2 separate regions of the Mus musculus genome follow, and region 2 is linked to region 1. The links are chromatin contacts, called in public promoter capture Hi-C maps. All regions are on one chromosome and are shown on one strand. The core of a region is the stretch at or near the end of the contact, and the rest is flanking DNA. Distances in the headings are between cores, read along the strand shown. Region 1 holds the start of Hid1 (HID1 domain containing). Region 2 holds the start of Fads6 (fatty acid desaturase domain family, member 6).

Region 1 (7,307 bases), core at 1,273-3,772:
CAGAATCTGGGGGAGAGTCTCTGATCCTGTAGTGCCCCACTCTGGGGCCCCAGCCAAGTGAGGAAAGAGTCAAGAATGTGGCTGGTCTCAGAGTTAGGGTTAAGCCCTGCCCAGGGCTGGCTAATAGGGCAGGAAGAAAACAGGATGCAGGGCAGGAAGGCAGGGAAGGCTGACCTGCAAGAGCTCAGACCCAGGCTACAGTAAGGTCCACTTGTCTACTGCTCAAAGCACAGCCTCGGAGGGCTTAGAAGTGAGGTCATCCTGTGGCCATCACATCTGCAGCCCCTTGGGGATACTGAGTTCGAAGGTCCAGGAAGACCTTTTCGGACCAGATTCTTGAATCCCAGCTGCTCAAAGCTGATCACTAGAGTCCAAGGCTTTGGCCCCCACCCACTTGTGAGAGTCCCATGCTTATGAGAAGGCCCACAGGCTAGTGAATGGCTCAGCAGTAAAGGCACTTGGTAAAAATGCTTGGTAAACATAATTTGTGCTTGCTGCCAAGCCTAACCTAAGTTCCATCCCTAGGGCCCACATAGTGGAAGAAGAGAACTGACTCCCATTGTTGTCCTCTGACCTTCATGTATATACATGATACACATGTATACACACACACACACACCAAAAATAATAATAATATAAACTGAAAAGAAGGAGACAGATGGGAGAGGAAGAAGAGAGATAAGAGAAGGGGGAGGAGGAAGAGGAAGATGGGGGAGGAAGAAGGGGAGTAGTCCACACTGGGTCTCCAATCTATTCTAGACCCTGATCCAAGCAACTGTCTTCATCTGAGAACAGACTATCTCAACCAGGTACAAACCTACTGATGTAGTATTCAGGGGGAGGGTTCCTAAGCAGGTCACTGCCCACCTTTCTAGAGCTGGTTTAATCCTGCTGCTAAAGGACCTGCTCAGCCCACCAAACCATCTTCCAGCAAGCCAGCCCCTCCCCAGGCAGGGCAAACATGGGAGACGCTCCCCCAGCTCTCACCACCCTACACTGTGCAAAATACCACACACCACCCTTTCCTGCTACCCACTGATGGAGAGTCTCACGTCTGAGGTTCTGGAACAAGCCACAGGAAGCAAAGAGAAGCAGTTCTGGTTTCCGCCAAGTGCCCCTCAGATAGAAACAGGCTCTCTAGAGGCCCTGGCATTCCTTTCCTCGGCCTCTGACCTTCCCAAGGTGGGTAACAGGGTGTGGGAGTAGTGGTCGGCTCTCTGAGGCTGTGACTGGCTGGTTGTGGGTAGGCAGCTCTCCTGATCCCACTCACACTGGCCAAGAACAATATAGAGCTCTGAGAACAGTCGGATGGGGGTGGGGTTCCAGATGGCAGTAGGTCCAGAGCCCTTTGACAGGCAGGGCCTTGGAGAGGCTGCTGGTATCTCCATAACCAGAGTAGCCTGGTTTCCAGAAATAAAGATTGAAGGGACGACAGGGAAGGAACCTTGCTGGGTCAAGAGGTGTGTGCTGAAGGTAGGAGGCAGCTTCTGTGACACTTGTAGACACGGGGGATGGGGGGGGGGAGTGTGGACTGGAGTTACCCATGGCTCCCTCTCCAACAGACCAATGATAATCTCCTCATCCCCGAAACCCCAATCCCTATTCCGGGTGCCAAAAAGCACAGCCAATCAGCTCCACCGGGCCTGGAGAAGCCCCTGGATCATCACTAGCTGGAAAGCTGGCTTCCCTAGGCCTGAGGACAGCTCCTCTTACCCAGCTGCCGCTGCCTGCCACTCTATGAGCTCCCAGGAAGACCTGGGCCTTCCCTACCCTCAGGCATCAGCCAGGGCCCAGAGAGGCCACCGCTGCCACCGCTGCCATCGCGCACCAGCTGTTTTCCCCAACCCAGGCAGGCGCCGGCCCGGCTTTGTTTGCATTGAGTCAGCCGGGGCTGTATGTCCGGGACCATGGGCACTGAGGGGCAGGGAGACCAGCGGGGCGATGGATGGGTAGGTGGGAGCGGGAAGAGGCTGGCTAAGCGAGGCTGCGGGCACCGGGGGGGCGGGACAGGGGGCGGATAACGTTGTCGCCGCCGGCTCCAGGAGTAGGCACACGTCAGCCTAAGGTGGCAGCAGCAGCAGTGCCCGGGAGAGTGTTCCCAGGGGAGAGTAGGCATAGGGTGGGCTCCCAGAGGCAGGGATGGAGCCCTAGTTACAAAGGAAAAGTCCCGTTCCGGTGCTTGTTTCAGCATCCCCCTCTGGATTAGCCGGTCACCCCACCCTCGGGTGAACCGTGTTCACCCAGCCCCCCCGGCCCTGCCCTGCCCCCAGGGCCGGCAGGTGGATGAAGAGGCTGGGCCCCCAGGCGCACCTGCGTCTTGGTGGTCAGCTGGATCACCGCCTTCCGGAAGTTCAGCTTGGAGTCTGCGGATCCCATGTCGATGGACCCCGCTCCAGCCCGACCCCGGATTCCGACTCTGCCGCGGGCTCCGGCTGTGACTCCAGCTCCAGCTCCGCAGCCCCGGCTGCTCTCTGGGGAGCGAAGCTGCGAACCCCGCCTGCCGCAGGCGTCGGCCCCGCCCCTGTGGCTCCGCCTTTAGATCCGCCCCCACGAGGCCCCGCCTCTGCACCTGCCGCTCAGGCCTCCAAGAAGAAGTCCGGAGTTCTCCGTGGAACCCAACTCCTGGTCCTTTCGTCTGCAACTGAGTGTTGTCCTCGATCCTCAGTCCGCAAGACTGAAACCCTCCTGGTATCTCATCTCCTGCCTCCACCTTCATTCTTCATTCCTGCTCAGACCCGCAGTTTCTCCTCCAATCCTCTCTACCTGATGTTCATGCTTTCCTACTATTGTTGCTATCTGAGCTTGCTTGCTTTTTCTCTTTTCTTTTCTTTTCTTTTCTTTTCTTTTCTTTTCTTTTCTTTTCTTTTCTTTTCTTTTCTTTTCTTTTCTTTTCTTTTCTTTCCTTTCCTTTCCTTTCCTTTCCTTTCCTTTTCTTTTCTTTTCCTTTCCTTTCCTTTCTTTTCTTTTCTTTTTCTCCTCTCCTCTCCTCTCCTCTCCTCCCCTCCCCTCCCCTCCTCTCCTCTCCTTTCTTTCTTCCTCCCTTCCTTTCTTTCTGTTTGCTTCTCTTTCTGACCTATCAAATCCACGTGTCTAGCCTTGAAGTTATTCTAACCCTTAAAAGGTTTAGCTCTTGCTTGTGTGGAAGGATGGGCTGACTCAGTGTCCCTGTTCCAGGAAGGCAGCTCAGCAGTGAAAAATCCCTTGGGTCTTGACGCTTATCTAGCTCCCTGGCTTCCCTGAGAACTCTTTGAAGTGTAGAGGACATGACATAAACATCACAGATCCTGGTTTCAGAAGAAAGGAGTTTACCCATGGTATAGCCTAGTACACTGTGTTTGTTTTGTGAGGAGTTTATCGTAGGCTTGCCTCGAACTCACTGTTACTGGTGATGAATTTTTTAATCCATCTCCCAAGTACCAAGGTCACAGGTTCCATGATCACCCTTGGTATTATGGGGTGCTGTAGATTGAACCAAGAGGTTCTTGGATGTTAGGCAAGCACTCTAATTATTAAATTAAGAGTAATAGCTGACAACCCAATAAAAATAGTTGATCCACATATGAGATCTCAGAACTCAGGAGGTGAAGGCAAGAGGGACTGTCATCCTTGGTGAATAGTGAGTTTGAGACCAGCATTGGCAAAATCCAAAATAATCTGGTATTTATCTAATATATATATATCTCATAGCAAGCCAGGACAGCAGGACAGCCAGGGCCATGTATGATGTATGTGTCCCACCCCTCACACAATCATGTTACTGTGTCTAGAAGTTTCTGAGAATCCTGGATAGTTCTAAACAACATGACTTTAATCTAAAGGGGGATCCCGGAGTTGTAAAATAAGGAGTATGCTCCATCAAGGCAGCTGGATCAGGTGTAGAGGTAGAGAGAGAGGGCATGGTCTCACTACCTCACAGAACAAGCCACAGCATTGGGTAGCTCTAGCTTTTCTCTAAAGGTATGTTGTCCCTACAAAATTCTGGGTGTGCCCCCAGGGCTTTTTTTTTTGTAATCACTCTGAGATAATGAATGGTTTCTTTATTCAGTTTAAAAAAAAAAAAAAAAGCATAGCACCAAGCCAAGTATGCTAACACAGGCCTTTAATTCTAGCACACAAGAGGGAGAGGCAGGCAGGTCTCTTTGAGTTCAAAACCAGCCTGTTCTACATAGCTGGTTCCAGGCCAGTCAGAGCTACACAGCAAGACCCCATCTCAAACAAATAATACCTGAGAATCTGTGGACCAGCACTTGGCACCAACACCACTGACCTGTGGGCTTTCAAGAGAGTCCCAGTGAGACTATCAAATTCCAATCTTCAGCTTGCCTAAGATAACAGAAATTAATCTGCCTCTGGCTTAGTTGGTTGGTGGATCAGGTATTAGCTGAATATAAAGTTTTCTTGTTTCTTTGCTTATTTGCAGACAGGATCTCCTGTGGCCCAGGCTGACCTGGAACTCTTTATGTACCTGAGATTGGCCTTGAATTTCTGATCTTCCTGTTTCCACCTCCTCAGTGTTGCAATTACAGTTATACACTGCCCCCCTCCTGGCTATAATATACTATATTATCATTTATAGACATTCGGGGAACGGTGGAGCCGTGGGAGCAGAAAGCAAGCCAGCAGTTGCTGGGAGCCAGAGGTGGGAAGGGTGGACTGAGAAAGATAAGGAGGGAACTTAGTGGGGCAATGAAAACTTTCTGTTTGATTTTTCTCATAACAATAGGCCTCAAGGGAGTGAGCTTTACTGTATATAAACTGCACCTCAATAAACTGGACTTTTAAAATGAAGGCCAAGGAACATGGGGAGCTGCTTAGCTGACAGATTGCCTGCTTAGCATGCAGGAGATGCCGGGTTCCGTCCCCAGCCCTACAAAAATAAAGAAAAATAAAAGCTGTAAGCGGCAAAGAAACTAACTCAGGAAACCAGTCTCTCTACGACTGTATACATGTAAACATTTTCATAGTAAACACTTTCAGAAAACAATCTGTCTGCATAAAGGCACCATCAGTAAATAAAATTGGACCTCTGAACACGTAGAGAAATTACTCTTTTCTTATCAATGTGACAATCTTCTGGAAGGTTCTTGGCTATGGGAAAGCATGTCATGTCCTTGTTTTGTGGCCAGAATAAAAGACTCACTGGTCAGTGGCTCCTGTGGCCCTCTCCGGAGTCCTTTCTCTAAATTCAACCATCATTCATCCGGCAGACATTGACTCAGATCCTATTAAGTGCCGGGTACCATTGAAGGAGGCAAGGGCCTAAGCTGTACATGTCTCTACTGCCAATAAATCAAGACATTGAGAGCTATGACGTTGAAAGTCAATCTCTACTCAGGGCCCTGGTAGAGCTAGATAAGAAAGAAAGTGGCTGAGGAGGAGAGTCTAGGCTGAAGCTTGGAAGGTGACTGAGAATGTTAGACAGGCTGGAAACAGATGGAGGAGGGATTACTCGAGAGAGGTTTCTCACAGGGAAGCGCTATGGGGTCGGAACAGGTTACTGAGACCATTAAGGGGCAAAGGAAGGAATAGCTGCCAGTGCCCAGGGAGAGGGAGCCCACCAGAGAAGAACCCCCAGCCTGGGCTGTAGTCTCCACAAAGAAAAGGAAAGTTGGAATGAACACCCCACTTTACTCCTGCCTTGCTTCCTGCTAATCAGGTGAACCCACTGAAAGCAGAAGATTGAGAAAAGCCGGTGACAGAGTTTCGGGAAAGCTCGGCCATGGAATATGAATGAAACAGAAGGAAATCTACACAGACAAGTGGAAAATTTTCAGCTTCCAGCCATTAGGGAGAGCAAGCCGCAGAAAGGCCTGGAGCTTAGAGAGACTCATGTCCAGAGACCTGGTTGGAGGGAGACTTCGATGGGAGATAACACTTGAGATAGCCCAGGAGCCGACCCTAGAGGACTACATACAAACTAATAAACTCTAATTGTATGGCACAACCACTAAAAAGGCCTTTGAAGTGGAGAAATGACGTCATCAGATGACATTAGGTCTTAACAAATTGTCCTGGCTGATGCAGGAGGGACAGAAACCTGAATACTGGGAGCAGGCAGGGAGATGGTGAGCGGGGGGAAGGGCTGAACCAAGGCAGCATCAAGGAGGGAAAACTTTTGGAATCCTGGAAGTTGGATGTCCACCAGATGGAGATTTTCGGAAGCATTTCACAGAACAACGTCCCCACCAAATGGCATAAAACAATGACCATTTCACTGTCTCTGACATTCCTGGGTCCGTGATTAATGGGGATGCAGCTGAGATGGCTGGTTTCTACTCCACACTGTCTGGGCCTCAGCTGGGGAGACTGGAAAGGCTGGGGAAGTGTTATCTTTGAACAGCTGAGGGACGGACGGAACCAGCTGGGAACTTCTTCATTCACACATGCTAAGCCCGAGAGAAGCCCTGAGACTGGGCTCAGCTGGGTCGGAAGACAAAATTCTGACTCCCGGGGGCTGAAGAGATGCCTCCATGGCTTAGAGTGCTTGCTGCTCTTCCAGAGGACCTGAGTTCAGTTCTAACCACCCATGTCCAGCAGCGCACACACACAACCTGTAACTTCAGCTCCAGGGGATCCAATACCCCTTTCTGGCCTACATACACAGTGTACACTCACACACAGGCGAATATACTCAGAAGTCAGGCCTGTCATCTGTTCTCCAAGAGGGAAAAAAAAAATATCTAAGTTTGGGATGATCTTTAACACCTAATCCTGCCTCCATCTCCCAAGTGCTAAGATTCCAGGCATGTTCCACCATGCCCAACCTTTGGCACCACATTTAAAAGTACCACATTGCTGTCAGTGTGGTGGCACACACCTTTAATCCCAGCAGTCAGGAGGCAGAGGTGGGTGGATCTCTGTGAATAATACAGGGCCAGCCTGGTCTACATAGCACATTCCAGTCCAACCAGGGCTACACAGACACACACACACACACACACACACACACACACACAGAGTCTCCACAGCCTGAACAAACAATCTGTATTTGCTCTCTCAGTTTCTGGTTTCCCAAGCCCACACCCCTCTTCCTGCATAGGCCTCTGTGCAGGTCACTCCCAAAGCCTCTTACATCCCTTGGTCCTCTGTTCTATTGCCTGACCCACTCCTCCTCCTGTGGCATCTCATCTTAAAAGTCACTCTTTTCTGAGAGATTGCCCATCCCCTACACGTTATATCAGCCCCTAGTGTTTTCCTTAAAACTTTAACCACTATTTTTCTTTACTTTGTTTTACTTTAAAAAAAAAAAAAGATATACACGAGAGTTTTGTCTACACTAGTGTGTCTGCACACCAGTGCCTGCAGGG
Region 2 (6,840 bases), core at 708-3,207, 70 kb before region 1:
TGCAACACCCTCCACACACATGTACAAAACAAATAAATTTATAGAAAGATAGAACAATTGTGTTGCTTGGTCCGCAGAGTAAGACCTTTTCCTGTTCCTAGCAGCTTCTCCATCTACCCCTAAGGGGCCCGGCTGGCTAGGTGAGGGTTCCCTGGAGTAGAGAGAACATGTTTGATAGAGGATCTAGAAAGGCCTGAAGAACGATTTGTCCAGGGGCCTTTGCCTTCCTGGTGGGCCCACAGGTAAGAAGGCCTAGGAAGGAGAGGTGGAGGAAGGGAGCCGAGTTCTTTCTGGAGGTTACAGGAGCAAAGAGTTTCTCAAGATGGCTCAGCCATCAGCAGGCATAAGTGGAGCAGGTTGCAGAGCTGGAGCGCTGTGACACTGCCCCCCAACATCCTGACACACCCCCGACTCCACCTCACTGTTCACCCCTTCAGACAATAAGCCCTGATTGCAGAACCAGGAGGCTTCTGTGAGGCAACACAGCCCCGGAGCAAAACTGGCAAGCTGCAGGAGGCCTCCTGAAAGGAAGAAGAAACTCCATCCACCTTTGGCCTAGTGCTACAGAAGACGAGGACTAAAGGAGTCGGAGGACAAGGAATACCTTGAGGGGAGAAATGTTTCTGCTGCTCAGTCAATTTTATCAAGATTATCATGAGATAAACCACGTTCATCGTCATCGACAGATATCGGAACACATAGGATGCGAACTGCTCATTAACGCCAACTTCCTCTCAAGGCCTTGGATGAATACACGGGTACACACACACACACACACACACACACACGCACACGCACACGCACACGCACATGCACACTCCCTCTGTATTGCACACCACACACTTGGATCTACCCACCCTCTGCGGCAGCTCCCTGTCCATGTGAATGGGCACACAGAGTTGCCCAGCAACTGCCCCATCCCGCCAGGCTCACCTCCAAAAAGAAAATCATCAAGATCTTGCTCCAGCGTTTGGACTCTGTGAGGGCACTGTGAGTGGCCAGGTGGCTGCCCTTGACGGTGAGTGTATAATGGCACACACCCAAGATTGTGATGCCCGTGGCAAAGGCCAGGATATTATGGGCGCGTAGGCACAGGAACCCTGCAAAGAGGACGGACCAGGGATCAGGATCTTTCGCCACCTTTTGAAAATATGAGTCCAGACCCACATACACACACTTTCCCAAATCCGGAGCCAAAGAGGGCCAGCCTTCGGCCTGTGACAGGTTCCTCTAAGGCCTGAGAGGGGTGGTTTGACTTTCTCCGTGGGATTTGGAACACACAAAAAAAATCCCCACTGGGCTTTTCAAGGATATTTTGCTGTCCTCGTTCTGCCCGGTCACCCTCCTGAGCCCCCGCCAGAGCAGAGATGGGGACTGGATGTCACAGAGCCATTAGACCGCTAGATGTGCAGCCGGCTTCCTCAGTCCTACTCATCCCATCTCCGGTGTCCCCTGTAGAACATGCTCTTCCCTTCTTCCGGTTCACTTTCCCCTTCCCCACGGCTCCTTGTGCAACTTTTTCCTCCACCACTTTCAAGCATCGGACTTCCTCCCACCTCCAGCGGGACATGAGTTGAACACCCCCAGCTAGACTTTGGAGAGTGAGGTGGGATCCAGGATCCTCAAGTCCTGAGGTTCCCTTCCAGCCTGCACCACCTTCAGCCGCGCCACCCCCATCCGCAGCCCGTGTCTCTGTGTTTCCGTCGTACCTGCCGGCAAGGCGAGCAGGCTGAGAGCGAGGATGGCGCAGTCCACACCGTGGCGCTCCCACCACGAGCTCGCCCGCACCACATCCTGCACCTGACGCTCCAGCTCTTTCAGCAGCGCCTCAGCAGCGCCGTCCCCCGGAGGCGCACTACGAACGGTCTCCATGGGTTCCCTGGACTCACCGAGCTGGGGACAAGCGAGGAGGACCCGGGATTCGGGTGTGAGCTCGGTTGCTGCGCCGGAGAGAACACGCGGGGAGGAGGGGAGGAGCGGAGGGGCGGAGTCACGCATCTGGCTGGGACACCACTAGCCTGAGGTCACCGTGGGAGGCGCGGGGTACCTTCTGCCACGCACAGCCATGACCCGTGACCTAGGCGGGGCCTAGAAGCAGCCTCTCCCGCCAGCCCTTGATACCAGGGCAGCTTGGGGAGGGAGGAGCCAGAGTGGTGCGCGGGGTGGGGAGATGACCCTGAGACAAGGACCAACCTGGGGTAGAGGGAACAGGACTGGGACAAAGTAGCAGACCCCCGAAGGCCTTAACTGTTCATCCACCTCCTCTCAGTCTCCATCTCGGGTTCGTTGTGCGTTCTTAGTCCCCAAACCCAAGTATTTCTATCTCATTAAATTATTAATTTGTATGTGTAGATGTGTCCACGCGGAGTTCAGAGGATAGTTAACATGGGGGCGGAGGGAGTTTGCTCTGGTTTTAAGCAGAAGTGACTTGTAGGGAGGTGGCTTTGCAGCCCGGTAATGGGTAGATAGATACAGAGAAAACATGTCCTGAGTTCACCACTGGGTAGGCAGACATACTGCTAGAATGTCTCTCCAGCTCCACTGGATGGGGACAGCCAGGTCTGAATGGGCCTGGGACAAGCATGAGACTTGAGAATGCCTCTTCCCCTAACATCGGTGCTGACGCAACTGTCACCAGCGTGACTGAGCTGGCGTGGTCCTTTGAGGATAAGCGCCTGACTCCCTTCTCTGCCCCCTTTACATCTTCACAGTACTCCCCCCAGTTTCATTTCAAAGCCCTTTAAAAAAAAAAAAAAACCCGACTGAGTCCTGTGTGTGTTTTCCCAGGAGACCCTTGGGCAGTAGGGCACGAGTGAGGGAGAGCGAGCTATGGCTTGAATTTCTCTCCTGGTACTCTCCTTCACAGATTCAGCTATGTTCTTCAAGTTCATGTGTGAAGCCATCCTCTGGCTACACAATTCTCTCAACTGGCCATGTAGCCCAGGCTGGTCTCAAACCTACTGTCCTGCCCAGCATCCCACATACTGGGACCTGACATTCTTTCTGAAGGGACAGGATCAAGAGGTCCTGAGCAGACCCGTGTCCTCCACTTCTAGACATTTACTAGGCTTTGTGTATTCCCATGTCACCCTGTAAAAATGACACCCACTTGTGTAGTTCAGACCTTTCTTTCTAACATCTTGGTCCTAGGGATCAAACTCAGACAGGCCCCAGAGTTACCGAATGGCTAAACTCCAAGTCCAGTTCTCTTGTTTTAGACAGAGAAAGGGAACCGCCAGTCTCCCTCATTATGTCCCACCCAGAGTCCCCACCACAAGAGTAGAATTTTTAGGGAGGAAGATGCACAAGTTTTAGAAGTGAGAATAGTATGATTTGATTAATTGGGGGACTAATTGGGGGCATAGAGGGATCCTACCGCCTTTATCATAAATAGAAGTTCCTGGTACTTCCAAGCCTGCTGCCAAGCCGCAGCTACCCTGGTATACATCACTAATAGCAATCTAAAGGGGGAAAAGGCTGCGAAGATGTCAGGAGCTGGCAGGAGGGGGCTGGAGAGATGGCTCAGCAGTTAAGAGCACCTGCTGCTCTTGCAGAGGGCCGGTCTGGTTCCCAGAACCCACATGGCAGCTCACAATCCTCTGTGACCCTAGTTTCCGGGGGGGGGGGGGGGGAATCTAACATCCTCTTCTGACCCATCTGTGGTGGACATATGTGCACGGAGGCAAAAGACTCGAAAAGAGAAAATACAATTTTTACAAAAGTAAAGAGGAGCTTGGGGGAGGCCGACAGCGTGTGAGGTGGAGTGAGCCAACGGCTTTCTGGAGATGGCTGAGCTTGGTTTGAAGGGCTTTGACTGAGGAAAGGCACAGGGTATTCTACGTTCTCAAGGCATAGGGGTGCGGGGGGAGGGGCAAGAGCAGAGAAAAATCAATGGAAGGCAGGAAAGGAAGACTGGTACCAGGGGCTGGAGGTATCTTGACTGGCAGGTAGAGATGGTGAGGCTTATCTCTAGAGGCTACAGGAGCCACCATGGGCTTTAGACCAGGGGAGGGGATTGTGTAATGTGTTTAGGGAGGCTTGTCTATATCAGGAAGAGATGAAGAAGAATCTAAGGAATGTCTCAAGATAGCCAAGCAAAAAGGTACCATGGCAGGAGAAGAGGCTGAGGCTGTAAAATGTACAGGGACAGAGGAGATGTAAACAGCCTGTGAAATACACAAAGAAATACACAAATGACCAGCAGGCTTCAGGTCAGTAGCCTGGGGAAACATGAACACATCCAGGAAACATGCCTAAAATGAATGTCAAAACTCAGTTCTGAGGAAGACTGCACAGCAACTGGGCTACCAACTGTCAGGACTTTGGGTATTGTTTTGTTCTGTTGTGGCTTGAGAATCCAAACCTTGGCCTTGCACCTGCTGGGCAAGCCTATCACTGGACTATAATAACTCTAGCCCTTGGTTTGTTGAAATTGAGTCTCACCATGTAGCTGAGGCTGTCCTTGAACTCACAATCTTCCTGCCTCAGCCTCTCAAGTGCTGGAATTACAGATAAGTGTCACTAACCCAATGACACTTTTGTAGAAGTTGAATATATACCCACGGTATGACCCAGCAATTCAGCTCCCAGGCAGCTGCCCGACAGGAATGAAAACATATGTCCATGGGCTAGTGAGATAGCTCAGCAGGTAAGAGTACTGTCTGCTCTTCCGAAGGTCCTGAGTTCAAATTCCAGCAACCACATGGTGGCTCACAACCTCTGCAATGTGGTCTGATGCCCTCTTGTGGTGTGTCTGAAGAGAGCAATACTAAATACATAAAATAAATAAATAAATCTTAAGAAAGAAAGAAAGAAAGAAAGAAAGAAAGAAAGAAAGAAAGAAAGAAAGAAAGGAAGGAAGGAAGGAAGGAAGGAAGGAAGGAAGGAAGGAAGGAAGAAAGGAAGAAAGGAAGAAAGGAAGAAAGGAAGAAAGGAAGAAAGGAAGAAAGGAAGAAAGGAAGAAAGGAAGGAAGGAAGAAAGAAAGAAAGAAAGAAAGAAAGAAAGAAAGAAAGAAAAGAATACTGATTGTTCTTCCAGAGGTCCTGAGTTAATTCCCAGCAACCACATGGTAGCTTACAACCATCTTTAATGGGATCTGATGCCCTCTTCTGGTATGTCTGAAGACAGCTATGTTGTACTCATATGCATAAAATAAATAAATCTTTTTTAAAAAGATTTCATTTTATTTTTTAGCACTGTGTATGTGTCTGTGTATGTCTCTGTGTGTGTCTGTGTGTGTATGCCTGTCTCTCTGTGGTTTTGTCTATGTGTATGTGTGTGTGTGGGGGGGGGGGCATGTGCACATGAGTGCAGATACCTTCAGGCACCAGAAGAGGGCACTAGAACCCCGGGAGCTGCAGTTACAGGCAGTCGTGAGCTGCCGGACATGGGTACTAAAAACCCAACTCAGGTCTTCTGTAACAGCAATACAAGCTCTTAATGGTTGAGCCGTTTTTCCAGTCTATGCAATTCTGTTTTTTAAATAAAATAGTTTAGGACTTAACAGTTGAGAGCACTTGTTTTTTCTGTGTGTTGTAGAGGACCTGGGTTCCGTTCCCAGCACACAAACAGTGGCTCACAACTACCCATAGTTCCAGTTCCAGGGGATCTAATTCTCTTCTCTGAGCTCCAAAGGCATCTCTCTCTCTCTCTCTCTCTCTCTCTCTCTCTCTCTCTCTCTCTCTCACACACACACACACACACACATACACACACACACACACACACTCAAACATACATCCAGCCAAATGCTCAAATACACAAAATAAAATAAGTAAATCTTTTTAAAAGGAAAAATATATTTTTAAAGATTTATTTATTTATCTTATTTATGAGTACACTGTAGCTGTCTTCAGACACTCCAGAAGATGTTGTCTTCAGACACACCAGATCTCATTACAAAGATGGTTGTGAGTCACCATGTGGTTGATGGGAATTGAACTCATGACCTCTGGGAGAGCAGCCAGTGCTCTTAACCACAGAACTATCTCTCCAGCCCTAAAATGAAAAATATTTTAAAAGTAAAGTATTTAGAGCAGGATACGTGGCTCAGTGGGAAAGTACTTGGGTAGTATGCATGAGGCCCTGAACTTAATTCCTGATATGGGGGTGTGGAGGGGCAGAACAAACAATGAGCCTCGTAGTTAAACAGAATAAAGGCAAATAAATAAATAAATAAATTTCTTGCTAGCCAGTGGTGGTGGCCTTTAGTCCCAGCACTTGGAAGGCAGAGGCAGGAAAGTCTCTGAGTTGGAGTCTAGCCTGCTCTACAGAGGTAGTTCTAGGACAGCCAAGGTTACACAGAGAAACCCTATCTTGAAAACCCCAAAATAAATTTTAAAAAAGTCTAAAGCTCTTTTAAAGTGCATATCAGAAGTGTCAAATGGAATAAAGGTTACGAGACAAAGTTCTTTTACAGTACATATCAGAAGTATAACTGGTCAGTTCAGGCCAATGAAGCCAAGCAAACAGGGCTCATGGATCCCATTGGCTCATGGATCCCATTGGCTCATGGATCCCATTGGCTCATGGATCCCATTGGCTGTGGGTGTTGGCAGCTGGTCCTGTGTGGAAGACTAAGAGGTTCACTTTCCACCCCCACCCCCCCGGCGACTGCTGCTACAGGGAGGGGTACGGCCTCTTCCCATTCTGTTTCAGCACGCCATTGTCTTCTCAGCCCTCGTTCTCTTCCCTGCCTGTGGTTCTGTTCATAAAGGTGAGGATGGTGGATTTAACAAGCCTGAGCCGAGTGACTTCAGGGTTTGGCCACAGGTTCATGCTAATCTAAACTATGTCTCGGGCTTCTCAGGACAGGCCTGAAGGGTCCAGGGAAGCTATCC

The links. Capture Hi-C pulls out chosen DNA fragments and counts their contacts.
Region 2: a contact with region 1 is called in a promoter capture Hi-C map of pancreatic islet. The contact joins the promoter of Fads6 here to the promoter of Hid1 in region 1. A contact is called at or near these places in 14 of 39 promoter capture datasets (the 3T3-L1 cell line, 3T3-L1-derived adipocytes, embryonic stem cells and 9 more), 8 of 484 Hi-C or Micro-C datasets (CD8 T cells, ECoMG myeloid progenitors, Th1 cells and 4 more), 5 of 115 datasets of contacts at active chromatin or transcription factors (effector CD8 T cells, embryonic stem cells, intestinal villus epithelium and 1 more) and 4 of 9 other capture datasets (adipose tissue, liver, macrophages and 1 more).

The regions. Positions count from the first base shown.
Region 1 is chr11:115,365,234-115,372,540 of GRCm38.p6, forward strand. It overlaps Hid1 (HID1 domain containing), which reads right to left and starts at 2,523. Exons shown (of 19, transcript NM_001346774.1): 1 at 2,311-2,523. The coding sequence starts at 2,376.
Region 2 is chr11:115,295,605-115,302,444 of GRCm38.p6, forward strand. It overlaps Fads6 (fatty acid desaturase domain family, member 6), which reads right to left and starts at 1,958. Exons shown (of 6, transcript NM_178035.5): 1 at 1,710-1,958; 2 at 934-1,100. The coding sequence starts at 1,872.